Regions from separate parts of the Sus scrofa genome. Here region 2 is linked to region 1. The links are chromatin contacts, called in public Hi-C maps. All regions are on one chromosome and are shown on one strand. Each heading gives the region's core, a stretch centred on a gene start, on an enhancer-like site or on the middle of the called end of the contact. The rest is flanking DNA. Distances are from core to core; before and after follow the strand shown. Region 1 overlaps TCF4 (transcription factor 4). Region 2 overlaps TCF4 (transcription factor 4).

Region 1 (2,582 bases), core at 29-2,528:
GATTGGCATTTGAAGTTGTACATAATTATAGCTTCCTCTGGATACATAAATCATCTTACAACTATAAAGTTGAGTTTAACGGAAAGATCTGTCCAGTATTAGTTAAATGACATCTTTGGGGAAGCATTGTCCTGATACAATAGCCACATTCATTTTCACGCAGTTAATTGGACATATTGTCAAAAACCACGGTGTTAAGTTTCCACATTTTAATTTCACATTTTTGCCTTCTCCCTGGCTTCTGCAACAGGACCGGGTCTCGTTTGGAGCTGAAAGTGTGTGAAAGTTATTGGAGAATGGTAGTCTCTGGGTAATGTTTCTGTAAGCTGCCCCCAATTTTCCCCCCTGTAGTCTAGATGGGAAACAGCTGGTTTTTGTTTAAAAAGCTGTTTTGCGAAGTGTCTGAATCTTGAGGTGTAGAACTGAGGTCACCAGTAAAAGCAGGTGCTCAGGAACAAGTGAGAAAGACGCTGGGGCCCGGCTGGCCCTATAATCTTCTGCAGAGTCCTTCCTATTAGAGGAAAAAGTGTTGAGGTTGGCTCCTTTATTTAGGAGGCAAACAGATAAAGTAATCACGTTCGAGATGCTGTTAGAAATAGAGTATCTTTGAACGTAGCCAGCCCTTGAGTGCGTAATTAGCTCTCTCTGAAATGGCTGTTTCCCTCCCAAGGCTTCAAAAACGAAGGTCCAAGCCTTTAACTTCCTTTATGTACTTGCATTTCCTCTCTAAATACACCCACAGTAAAAAGAACTACAGTTTCAAATAAGTAGTCCCAGAGCCTGGTCCATCCTCTGAGTTTCTGGATGCGGTCTCAAAGAAGGAAAGAAGAGGGACCTGCATGGGCAAGGCCAGGCAGTTTTGCATGGCAAAGCACAAAACATGTGGAATCGCTAAAGTCCAGTGCACGTCAGATATCCACCAGACTGAAGATGAAAGGAAATGAACTCCTCCCTTGGGCGCTGGAGGTTATTAGCAGCTGTTTATCCAGTCGGGAATAGAGATTAACATTGTAATTTTTTTTTTAAAGAACTAGAAGAAAATTTGTTTGGGAAGTTGGCTCTTCGTATCGGGTCACTGTGCATTGCCAAAAAAAACTTCCTTTCTCAGAACTTATGTAGTCGAGTTGAGCAATGTTATGATTCTCTGAGAGACTCAGGATTACCAAAAAGTCCATCTCCATTAAATAGAAGAGCCAAGGACAGAGCAGTGGATGGACGTCCGCCACAGGCCCATTCCCTTGAACTCCACAGCGTGAAACTTGCTGTTTGGTCCAGTACCTGTTCTCCTCCTGCCTCTAAATGGGGGTGTTCTTCCCCAACCTCCCAGCCCCCAACTTCATCTTTGCCACTCTCAGGCATACACAAATGGATTTTGTGCATGCCTACCACTTGCAAATGCCTTTTCATGACATATTGGGGAAACGGCTTGGTGCTCTGTGAAGCTTTGCTCTTAAAAAAAAAAAGTTGGATATTGGTATTTTTTTTCCCTGATTTAATGCTACTCTTAATGTCATTTTCTTTTATTAAATCCTTTCTTTTGCTTTTGATCTTATTTATAGCAGAGCCACCGGTCATATGGAAACTATTACTGTATAGCTGGGAGATGAAAGACTTCATTGCAGTTAAATAAGAGTGAATCATTTGGGCCAATAATACACACATACAGCGAGGTTCCATTTGTATCCAAAATGCCCTATGTTGCTCACTTTGTAACTAAACCATTGAGGTTTATAAAGGGCTTTACAGAAGTCTGCTTTTTGTCCAAAATATGTCTCTGACAACGTGAAAACACGTTGATTTGCAGTCCTTAGCTGCTGCTTCGTATATGCATAATCTAAATATTGGCACTTCTTGTGAAAATAGCAACTTTCATTTAAAGTTGAGATGTTAATTAATGTTAAATGCCATTTAAGCTGATCTGTAGATAATCTATATCAAAATTCTACCCATCATTTGAAAACTACCTAAAATGACACCTTCTTCTTAAAGTAGTCCCTGGTTTCTTCATCCAGTGTGATTTCACTCATCTTTAAATCCCTTCACGACCTGTACCCCTTCATGACATTCATCTTGTTTTGCCTTGTATAGTAGTTGTTTTGATCCACCAGTAAGGTGTAAGAGACCATAAAGTAATACTCACATCTTTTGTTCATTATTTTTCCTGAAAATACCTAAATCGTGTCTTGCATATAATAGACATTCAGGGCATTTGTTGAATTAAATGAAATGTTTGTTTTTTTTTCTTTTGATAGGAACATGCTAAACCTATATTCAGCAGTACCAAAAGCGTTTAGAGTGCAGATAGTCTCCCAAGATAGATGCCATAGGTGTCATCCTTTACTGTTAAGGAAACCCCTAATTCACCTTGTGGTAGTCTGATCCCATACAAGGACCCAGCCCTCGCCCTTAGAATGCTTACACCTCAGGACAAGGATAGGCTTTCTGAATAGCAGCTAAACAAAATCATTGACACGTACGCCCTACCATATTAGACAGTGGCCGCTAGTGTGTGGCATTCAGACTGAACAGTCCAGGAGAACCCTGTCCAGGCCCAGCAAGATGATGAGAATTCTGGAGACTCA
Region 2 (2,582 bases), core at 37-2,536, 170 kb before region 1:
GTCACTGTTGTGACTACGCCCCTTCTCTCTCCTTCCTCCATTCTTCCTCCTCCCTCATCATCATTTCCTCTGCCTCTCCCCTTCCTTCCTGTGTCCCCCTCCTTCCTCTCTTGATTTAGTCATGATCATACATTCAGCAATCCGGAGGTTTTTCTCAAACATCCTAGTGTGGGACTCAGTGGTTTGTGTAATTTTATCCGTGAACCATCACCTTCCTTGAAGAGCAGGTTCAATGGTTAGCAGTCCTCCTACTCTGCTCTCTGAATGCCCTGAATTGTATTTTGAATTATGGGCTCTTCCACCCGAACTTCTCAGTAGTGTATGTTTAGTAATATAGACCCTATATAATCTAAGACTATAGAAATGGTCATCGAATATATTACAAATGATAATATATGTTTCCCTAAGTTGTAAACACATTTCATCAAAACCCCAAACCAATCTCCCAATATATGAAATGATCAAAGACCTTAGAGCTAGAGAAGCAGGGAAATGTCATCTAAGTTTTTTGATAGCAGTTACCTTCAGATGTTTTGGATAAATCATCTGAATTTTTATTTACTTTGATTTATTTAATATTGTCCAATAATCATGAACTGCATTCTAGTGGCTATCCAGTATATATACTTAGATTATCTTCTGCCTGTGGCTTAAAATGTTACTTATATACATTTGTGTATATGTGTAAGTATAGTACATTTGTATAAGCTGCATTAAAAATTTTTTTGAAACCCCCACCTCCCTTATTTTTGTGCATTCTTGATTATCATATCAGTGCTTGTGGTTCCTTCAAGAGATGATAATGGTTATATTCTAATTGTTAGTTGTGAGCTCAGCTTGGAAACTGAGGCCATCCCCTCAATGTCATGGCTCTAAAATATGTAATTTTCTCATATAGACTCTTTGTAACAAACGTAATATTCAGCCTTTGCCTCTGTGTTCTGTTCTGCTGTACCTAATCTGGAATTTGGTCATTATTATTTTTTACAACTAATGTTAGTAAGGCTCAGAACATCAGTTTAATGGGCAGCACATAATTTATTGCTAAAGGCGATTTGCGTGGTGAGACTTAGCTGCTTATTTTCTTAAAATTTGCTGATAAATTCTAAAGAGTTGAGCAAGCAAGTCTTCCTCCTATGATACTGTCTCTGCTGCATCTGGCTGGGAATGTCATAGAGCTCTTCCAGAGGAATCAAAGAACCAGACTTCTTCCGCTTACATGGAGTTTAATGTCCTTAGTAGAGCATGGGCATGGGGAATAGACAGGGAAAGAGCCCTTTTAGGTTAGCAAACCAAGGCAGGTTCGCTGGAAGTTAAGCCTAGAGTCTAAAGGTGACTCTGTCTTGGGGAAGGAAGCAGGAGGGGACCAGTGGATCTGATAGAAGAGGGTTTTCCTCTCACATCCAGGACACTTATGTCTTGGAATTCTGTTGTTTGTTAGGGCCCTCTACTTGGTAATGTGAGATGAATTTCTTTAAAACCATCAGTCTTCATGAGTGGAGATGAACACATGTAAAGAGTTAGTGCACTTCCAGAAAAAGGCTTCTCTAACCCATGGAAAGGACCTGTCTGAAAGGATCTTGGAGATCAACACATGTTTGCTTTTGAAAAATCCAGCTAAATAGGTTGGATTGAGTAGTCATGGATTTTTTTTGCTGTTGTTTTTGTTGTTGTTATCTACCAGGTTACCAAGTGTATTGGAATTTCCTCTGATGTAACCTGAAAGACTAAATCAGTCCACATAAATCGATTGTTCTTATCCCTGACTTGGTAGACAAATCAGTGGACTTTTATTTAAAAAATAGAGATTCCTAGTCACTTACGATGGAGCATGATAATGTGAGAAAAAAGAATGTATACATGTATGTGTAACTGGGTCACCTTTCTATACAGTAGAAAATTGACAGAACACTGTAAACCAGCTATAATGGAAAAAATAAAAATCATTATAAATGAAAAAAAGGAAAACAAACAAAAATAAAAATATAATATAGAGATTCCAAACCCCATTCCACTGAATGTAAGTACCCCGAGGTACAAAACCCAGGTATCTATTTTCAGAAAAGTTTTACTAATGATTCTCATGATCAGCAGGGGTTCTGAGCCATAGAATTGCATTGCAGGGGCTAGGGGGTATGCTTTTCTGTACACCCATCCTATGTCTTCCTTTCCTCCTAAGACTATAGCAAAAATCTTTAATTTCTACTTGCGTTTGATACCTTTGGTGTGGATGCAAGATTGACCATTTTTCATTTTTATTTGAAAAAGTATTCCATTTCTTCAAATTAAAAAAAAAAATAAGATTTCAAGTACATATGTTGTTTCTTCAGAGGCTCCCCACAGTCCTTCATTGCCTTGGTTCTACCCAACCACCATAGACACAAACCACAATAAAAATAGACAGCAAGGCAGGCAGAACTGTTAAGACCTTATTCACATAAAGCCGGTAGTAAGTTACTCATTAGAAGTAAGTTGAGTGATTTCAGGGTTAGGCTTAGTCCTTCAGGTCTCTAGGGAACCCTTGTACAAATTGCTGATTCAGAAAATCATTACTCCGGTGGCTCAAGTGGCACTTTAGTGGC

The links. Hi-C and Micro-C count contacts between places; a contact is called where the count stands out from the background.
Region 2: a contact with region 1 is called in a Hi-C map of retroperitoneal adipose tissue, with 2.2 times the contacts expected there. The contact joins two enhancer-like sites. A contact is called at or near these places in 19 of 47 Hi-C or Micro-C datasets (alveolar macrophages, brain, embryonic fibroblasts and 11 more) and 2 of 2 datasets of contacts at active chromatin or transcription factors (alveolar macrophages and skeletal muscle).

What each region holds. Positions count from the first base shown.
Region 1 is chr1:104,734,672-104,737,253 of Sscrofa11.1, reverse strand. The region is part of intron 15 of TCF4 (transcription factor 4); the gene reads left to right. Among named protein-coding and RNA genes, the nearest start is that of CCDC68, 260 kb to the right of the region's middle. Within about 2 kb of position 1,278, at least 24 of the 83 cell types and tissues checked have an H3K27ac peak or open chromatin away from gene starts, as enhancers often do. A contact at or near this core is called in retroperitoneal adipose tissue, where this site is marked.
Region 2 is chr1:104,904,360-104,906,941 of Sscrofa11.1, reverse strand. All of the region lies in intron 5 of TCF4 (transcription factor 4), which reads left to right. Among named protein-coding and RNA genes, the nearest start is that of TCF4, 170 kb to the left of the region's middle. Within about 2 kb of position 1,286, at least 3 of the 83 cell types and tissues checked have an H3K27ac peak or open chromatin away from gene starts, as enhancers often do. A contact at or near this core is called in retroperitoneal adipose tissue, where this site is marked.